Linked DNA regions of Hordeum vulgare: region 2 is linked to region 1. The links are chromatin contacts, called in public Hi-C maps. All regions are on one chromosome and are shown on one strand. Each heading gives the region's core, a stretch centred on a gene start, on an enhancer-like site or on the middle of the called end of the contact. The rest is flanking DNA. Distances are from core to core; before and after follow the strand shown. Region 1 has its middle 160 kb from the start of LOC123427462. Region 2 holds the start of LOC123427463 (F-box protein PP2-A13-like).

Region 1 (4,230 bases), core at 2-2,501:
AACAGTTTCTAAATACAGATTAAACAATTTTGTGATATATGATGAACAATTTTGAGTACACATTGAACATTTTTGTGATATATACTGAACAAATTTTAAATACAAATTAATAATTTTGTGATATATGTTGAACAATATTTTAGTACACATTGCACATTGTTGTGATATATTCTGATTTTTTTTGATTTGTGAACAATTTTGCAAAAAGTGAACAAGATTTGAAAACATGAACAGGTTCTATAAAAAGTGAAAAAATTAAAAAACATGAGCAATTTTGGAAATCATGAACAAATATTAGAATTTCAAACTCTTTGAAAAAAAGGAAAAAATATAACGTCAAAAGTATAACATAAAACTAATAAAAAAATTAAAAAACAGAAACAAAAAGGAAGAGAGAAAAAGAAAAAAGAATAACGAAATAACCGGTAAAAGAACAGAAACAGAAAAAACCGATTGAGGGAACGTTTTAGAAAGTTCCCAAAACTGGTTTGCCTAGCACATATTTTCCTCTCGCAGTGGGCTTGGCCCATTTCTTTGAGAAAAATCCTATTTGCCGCTCTGTGCGAAGCGGTGTCGAGGCTTCGCACAGAGCGAGCGGGGGATTGGGCTGGCCCAGGTAGCGAGGTAGCGAGGGAACCTTGCCCGGTTTGGGAACCTTCTAGAGGTTCCAACCGGTTTTTTCCGGCTTTGGGAAACTTCTAGAAGGTTTCCTGAACCCTTTTTTTCTGTTTCTGCTTTTGTTTCTTTTTTTCTATTTTTGTTTCAAAATGGTTCTGAATTTTTTTTTAAAAAAATCTGGAATTCGAAAAATTGCTCTCGAATTTGAAAAAATGTTTAATATTTTGAAAAAATGTTTCGGAATTTGTAAAAATATTATGAAATCTGAAAAAATGTTCCAGAATTTGTAAAAATGTTCCGGAATTTGTAAAAATATTCCTTATTTTTAAAAAATGTTTCGGAATTTGAAAAAATGTTCTGGAATTTAAAACTGTTCAAGATTTTGAAAAAAAGTTCCAGAATTTGTTAAAATGTTCCGTATTTTAAAAAAGTGATCTGCCATTTAAAAAATGTTCTCGACTTTAACAAATTGTTATTCAAATTCGAAAAATATTTTTTGCTTTTAGAAAAATGTTCTACATTTAAAAAAACTGCAGTTTTAGAAGAAAAAAAAGAAAAAAAACTATAGTCGTTGTGCACCTACTGGCCGTCGCAGTCGGGGGTCGCCCTGTGCGAAGCCCCGACTGGTTGCCGCACAGAGCGGCGAATAGGAGGTCCTATTTCCTGGTGTTAGCTCGCGTACTTCAACGAAAATGATGTGTATCGACGCACGCGAGCGTCAAATAGGAATTGCCTCATCTCCGCTCATACTCATCAAACTTGAAGAAATTTCATAAACTTACTTCTGGAAACCATAAATATAGAAGCCTATGGGCTCGTCACGAAGGCTATTTTTTGCCCGTACTGAGACATAACTCGGTCCCTCTAGGCGCGAGGGAGTTGGTCCGCCTAGTATTATAGCACCTCTCGTTTGAGTACTTTTTCTTCTATTTATTTTTCTTATCGGTTTCCTTTGTTTGAGTAGGTTTTCTTTGTGTTCTCTTTTTCTTGTTTTTATTAAATATTTCTATTCTTTATTTCTTTTTTTTAACATATGCCTATTTTCGCATTCACATTGTACATTTTCCGAATAGACCAGGAACTATTTACTTAAATCAGTTGTATCTAAATACTAATGTCATGATTACACATTTATTCAAGATAATGTTAGACAACATTTTACATTAAAAATCATCTTTTTATCATTTATTTACTCGAAGACTAGCAGTAATTAACCTTGGGGATGCTGATAAGTGTGCGTCCTATTTATAATTTTTGATCGTTTCACGTCAATACTCCACAACTTTCGTATACTTTTGTCAATATTATATAATATTTTTGGGACTAACTTACTAATCGAGTGCCGACTGCGAGTTCCTACTGTTTTTTCATGTTTGGCAGAAAATTTATCGGAGTCCAAATGCGATCAAAATTTATGAAGATTGTTTTCGGAATATATGTGAATTTTGGAAAGAAGAATGAACACAACATGGTGCCGAGGTGCTCCCAAGCCAACAAGGCGCGACCAGGGGTGGCCGCGCCCTAATGGCTTGGGGCCACCCCGTAAATCGGTTAGGGCCCTTCTATCACCACAACAAAGATAATTTCCTAATAAAAATCTCTTCAAAATTTCAGCCCAGTCGGAGCTGTGGATCTTCGGATATTTAAGAAATGATGAACGGATGAAAAAAGAATCGTGAAAACAAGAGAGAAACAGAGAGAGAGAGATCCAATATTGGAGGGGCTCTTGTCCTCCGGGAGCCATGGCGGGCATGGACCAGAGGAGGAACTCTCCTCCCATCTAGGGGGATACCAAGGAAGAAGAAGAAGAAGGAGGGGCTCTCTCCCCCTCTCTTCGAGTGGCGCCAAAATGCCACCGGGGCAACCATCGCGACGACAATCTACACCAACAACTTCATCATCATCACCATCACCACCAACTCTGTCCCCCTCTATGCAGCGATGTAAAACCTCTCTTACCCATTTTAATCTCTACTTTAACGTTGTGATTAATGCTATATATTATTACCTAATGATGTGCGGCTATCTTGTGATGTTTGAGTATATTTGTCTTGTCCTATGGGTTGATTGATGATCGGGATTGGTTTGACTTGTATGTTTTATTTTGTTGATGTACAATGGTGGCCGTCATGTCGCGCAAGCGTGTGGCACCATCGTTGTAGGGTTTGGAAAATGTTCATGCTTTCCTTATAGTGGTTGGTAGAGTGTCATAAGCTTACAACCGAGTAAGGGGACTGTTTACTTATGGAAATAAAGGAGACTTGCTGTGTTAATGCTATCGTTGAGTTTTACCTTATTGATCTTTAGTAGTTACGAATGCTTGCTAGAGTTCCAATCATAAGTGCATGTGATCCAAGTATGGAAAGTATGTTAGCGTAGGCCTCTCCCTCATATAAAATTGCAATAATGATTTCCGGTTTAGTTATCAATCCCCTATAGACAAATCTTTATTTTGTGTTACAAAAAGCTTTCTACTAAACAACTACTCCCTCCGCCCCAAAATAAGTGACTCAACTTTGTAATAACTTTGTACTAGAGTTAGTATAAAGTTGATTCACTTATTTTGGGACGAAGGAAGTAGCTTTTATTATCTTGCAAAGTATCCATAGCATTATTCTCGCAAAGTACTTCTAGTTTTGTTCCTGCAAAATAGCTTCACACTTGTTCTCGGTAAAGTAAGTGTTAGCGTGCGTAGAGTTGTATCGGTGATCGATAGAACTTGAGAGAATATTAATTCTACCTTTAGCTCCTCGTTGGGTTTGACACTTTTACTTATCAAAAAGGCTACAAACGATCCCCTACACTTGTGGGTTATCAAGACCTTTTTCTAGTGCCATTGCTGGGGAGCAATAGTGTAGCGGTTGATATTCTTGTGTGTGCATGTTTGCTTTATCAATAAGTAATTTTATTTTCTGTTATAAGTTGTTTTATGTCTTTAGTTGGCTATATGGAACACGAAACACGAAAAAATGTACTTTCTACTAATGGAGATGGGGAACCTCCTAAAACCCTCGATGCTTATTATGTGGAAAACATTAAATACTACTTTGATAATCCCGAGAAATCCCCATTCAACTTGATAATGGGGGACACGTTGTATCAACATGAGTACTTTAGGGATTATTGCATGACTGAAAAAGGGAAACACTTACGGAATCAAATTAAAATGTTGCGTTGGTATGCTTCAAATTTATGCTTGAGATGTGATTACACTTGTTGCTCAAAGATGGAGGCTCCACACCTTCCCTTTCAATGTGAATTTAATGATAATGAAACCTTGCATTCTTATGCTAATGGTATATATGATTACTATGATGTGGAACAAATAGAAGAATTTGTTCCTTTTAAGGGTGCTTATGAAATTACTTCTCTGATTGAAAAGTATGATACTATTCTTTACAAATCTGAATATTTTGCTAGACTTAAATATTGCTATAATAATTTTGAATACAATGCCTATATTGATGAATTTCTTGAGAGAATGCATGCTGCCTTGGCAGAGATTAATATTTTATAGGAATCTATGGAAGAAGAAATTGCTGAAATTGTGAGCTCATTAGATGGAAAAGATGAGGAGGAGGGCGAAGAACAAAAGGAGGAAGATCGGTTCCG
Region 2 (4,305 bases), core at 1,777-4,276, 220 kb after region 1:
AATGAAAACAGAGTCGACACATAGGCCACCTTTCGTATGCGTGCAATCAATCTGCATCATAGAGAACTTGAGCTTGGTCGACTCATCCGAACTCGATATGACAAAATCACCGACATGGTAAAGGATCCACTGTCCTGGTCCATCTAGATGATAGTCGGATATTGTGTGCTGGCCATCTGAAGTTGAGAGCTGAAACCGTGTCGGTTTAACGTCCCAACCGTGGATGAGCTCAGAATCATAGACCCGACGGCCCATGCGCTTGTGCGGCCGGCCTAAGTGGAGCCGGAAGTGAAGGCTATATGAACCAGCAGGGAAGCAGAAATCAATCTCCCCAGCCACCTCCAGCCACCATATTTGCTGAAGGTAGGCAACACTATGGAATCTGTAACAGGATAAGATAGCAGTTTAGCAGTCACTTATCTGCAACTGTAACGATGACCATAGAAAAGGACATCGGAAGAGAAGTACAGTTGTGTGAAACTACAAGTGTCAAAAGCTCTTTTTAAGCTTGATGCTAGATCAATCAATACTGCAATGAAGCAACGACACGCTTTAGCAGAACAAAGATTACACCATACTCAGTGGACAAGTTACGTAAACACCAAAATTTACAGAGTCGGCGGTGCGCAACTTCGCAAGATATATATTCAGCCCATAATCAAATCACATCATAACATTGTCTTTAGTGGTACGATTTGCATCGGAAATAAATCAATAAGCAGAGTAGAAACAAGGATAGACCTACATGTTTTACCACGAGACTGAAGTGTTAGTTTTGGAAGTATGCAATATGATGATTGGCTCCAAGATTTTCTATATGAATATAGTACTCCCTCTGTACCTAAATACTTGTTGGGGAGCACTAATACAAGTACCCCCAGCTACAAGTATTGTGGTACAGAGGGAGTACATCACAAGACCAAAGGCATGTCATACTAGCGCAACAGATAAACCGAAATAGACCTTTATCGCAGAAATGAGCTCCTGTCTATGACTACTGTATGAGCTTTGTAGCATCTCTTAGAGCGCGCAGCCTGAAGAACTAATGATATGTAATTCCCCATCTATGAACTACCAGACCCCAGCACTTTAATCAACCACCAAGACATACCAATCACATTCCCAAGTTAGCATTCTCTATTTTTACCATAGCTGCTGCCTACACTGATGCACCTTATGGTTAAGGGAAAGAATTGAAAGTCAAAGCATCCTTACAATCGAGGAATAGGGCCTTGTCGGCAAGACAAATATGTATGCATTGCACTAAAGTTCTTTCTCAGCAGAGGGCAAACAACACCTGTTATTCCTACTATTCAATAACAAGGAAATGGTCATACCAACTACACAGTGGCACACAACCAATAAGCATGGATATCCTAAGAGTTCACCTCCATACAATAGGATATTTGGAAAACCAGGACACAACAGAGATGTTCCCTTCTATGCTCAAATTTGCTATGCAACACGTTCTAGTGCATGTTCTAGTAAAAATTACTCAAATTTTCAATTAGAACAAAAATCTGAGAAGGTTTCCACAAAAAAAAATAGTTTCCATTGAATTCAACCTTAACTTCCCATGGAGCAACTATTAATCCAAAACTTAGCAAGACGGAAGTACCTTGACTCGTCTGTGGTGAGGTGGCTCCAATACCGCCGATCGTCGATACCGGTAATTGCCAAAGCCTTTGAGGAGATGGACATGCAAAGACCACCCTTGCTCTTCTGGATCCAGAATTCCTACATAGGTGTTTCCAGTCAAGTAATTTCAGCATACTAGAAATCCAAGAATAAACACCATCCAAGACAGCAAACATAAACAAGGAAGGAAAACAGAAACCAATACACTCTGGCACATGAAAGGGGAATTACTGTTCCATATATCGGGGTCCTTTATGAGTCTACTAGCAATCCAGCTCACATAAGCACCCAGGCAATCCATAATCGAAATTCACAGAAACATTACGGTTCATAGTTAATAAATCCCTCTAAACATGTCAGATTGATTGCACACAAACCAAACCTACCTTCTAGATCCTCTCTTCCAAGGAAGACCTCTTTTTTGTCATCACAACAAGAGCAAATAATGACCATGCTTAAAGCAAGCTGTATTAGTAACAAGGACCAGTAGAAACTGTAAAAATGAGATTAAGGTACCTTGGTGCCCCCATCGAAGGGGGTTGGCCTGCACAGGCGCGCGTACTTCTCCTTCTTGGTCGCCGCGGAGGAGCAGCACCTACCATTGCCCTCCACTGAGCCGTCGCTGCTGCTGTCGTCGTCGGCCGCCGCGGCGAGGGCGGCGAGGTACCGGTAGTTGGCGGGAAGCTTGGTGGCCCAGACGCAGTCGGCGGAGGCCGCGCCGCGGAACGCCCGGTTGAGGCGGGCGACGAGGCATATCTCCGGCGGGTCGAGGTAGAGCAGCACCGGCGCCACGCAGCTCTCCGGCATGTCGCCCAGCGACGTCTGGCCCCACCCCTCCGCCCCCGCCATGCTCGAAGCCCCCGCCCCCATCTGCGCTCCAAGCCGCAGCCAATTGCCAGGCGATTCGACGACAGATTGCTCCAGGGCACGGAAAAGTTTCAGAACTTGTCCGGCTTCAGCCCGCAATGCCTTCCAGGTGGGCACCTACCCGGCGGCGACGGTTGGAGGACCGCCAATTCCGCTTCGGATCAGCGGACGTGCAGCGAAGAAGCCTTCATCCGGAGCCAGAACGATCCGCGGGCGCCCGTGTCCCGAAACACCAGCCTGACGGAAGGAAAGCTCAGAACTTGGCGACCAAATCTGCCGCAGGCCACGGGTTCTCGGGCAGACACGGGCCACCGAATCGGGCTGGGAGACAAACACGCTTCAGACGGGGACAGGGGTGGAACCGCCCACGAGGGATTCCGCCATTGTTTCTCGGATTGGAGGGGAGGGGAGGCGAGGAGGATTCTGGATTGGGAGGATTTAACGGAGGCAGACGGACGCTGACATGGGCCTGTAGCAGCGCGCTTTTTAGGACAGGTATAAATTGAAGTGGATATTGTTGTACAGTACTAGTGGAGTGCCAATCTTTGGGTCTCTTAACGGATCAGGTTGGATTTACAGTGTTTATCTATTGGAGGTAGGTCTGTGATCTGAACGTGGCCTCGAGTCGGGGAACATGGCTTGGCTGGGCATTGCGGATCAGTATTCTTACTTTTTCAAACCTAATTTATAAGCCTCCGTCCCAAAATAAATGTCTTAAACTTAGTTCAATTTTGTACTAGAGTTAGTACAAAGTTGAGACGGTTATTTTAGGACGGAGGAATACACCAGAGGGAGTAATGTATTCGCAGTGCATTTTCTAAACCTTGGGAAGCCGGAAAAAAAATTATGTTTAGTCGATTTGGCAGAGAGGAAAGCGGTGCTAGAGGTGACATGAAGAGAAAGAAGAAAGGAAACACACAGTGTAATTTTGCTGAAACTGAAAATAATGGCTTAAATCTTAACCAGTTCACATGATGAATAGTGGCTTCCTATTTACATATCCGGGCATGTCTCAATATATTGAGATTTTCTTAAATCTTAGCCGGTTCACGTTTATACATTTCTACCCGTCTTATATATACATGCACAAAAATTTCACAATAGAAAGTTAACTGGGATATCGTCGAACAACCATAGGGAAATTGGCGTGATTAATAAAGAAAATTGTGAGAGGCTTAGATTGTGACCATCATAATATGAATGGAAAAAGCCTACTAAAATTTCGGTTGGAATGGACAATTCTAGTGATGAGGCATATCTCAATTTTTTTCTATGGTTCCATCATCATCACCATTGATGTCTGCTACTCCGTAGGTGTTGTTGGGTTTTGCACTAAAAAGAAAGGATGATATAGCACCAAATGAAAATATTTCTCTCAATTGAGGATCAAGGTTTAATAGAACGAGTAGAAATCACCAAACTAATGAGGTCAACAATTCTTGCACACAAATAAAACCAATACTTATACCCAACTTGGCAAGGGGGGTGTCAAGCCTCTTGTCTTGCTAGTTACAAGATTAAAAGCAAATAGATAGATAATGGTACGATAAAAGTAAAAAGGTAATTTTGTTGAAGCTTGTATTAATGAAAGATGGACCCCGGGGCAATAGGTTCACTAGAGATATCTCTCGAAAAGAGGCAAACAACAAGATAACAAATTGCAGTTGGGCAATTGACAAGAATAGCAACGAGTATCACTATGATCATTCATGGCATAATCTTATATAGGCACTACGTCCAAGATAAGTAGACCGTTAATCCAGCAACATGCACTACTATTACTCCATCCCAAGACCGCTA

What was found. A called contact is a pair of places that touch in the nucleus more often than the background predicts.
Region 2: a Hi-C map of seedling shows a contact between it and region 1, with 4 times the contacts expected there. The contact joins the promoter of LOC123427463 here to the enhancer-like site in region 1. A contact is called at or near these places in 2 of 6 Hi-C or Micro-C datasets (leaf and seedling).

Annotation. Positions count from the first base shown.
Region 1 is chr2H:585,365,905-585,370,134 of MorexV3_pseudomolecules_assembly, forward strand. No RefSeq gene overlaps it. Among protein-coding and RNA genes, the nearest start is that of LOC123427462, 160 kb to the right of the region's middle. Within about 2 kb of position 1,252, at least 3 of the 3 cell types and tissues checked have open chromatin away from gene starts, as enhancers often do. A contact at or near this core is called in leaf and seedling, where this site is marked.
Region 2 is chr2H:585,588,759-585,593,063 of MorexV3_pseudomolecules_assembly, forward strand. It overlaps LOC123427463 (F-box protein PP2-A13-like), which reads right to left and starts at 3,027. Exons shown (of 3, transcript XM_045111518.1): 1 at 2,155-3,027; 2 at 1,619-1,737; 3 at 1-382. The coding sequence starts at 2,508.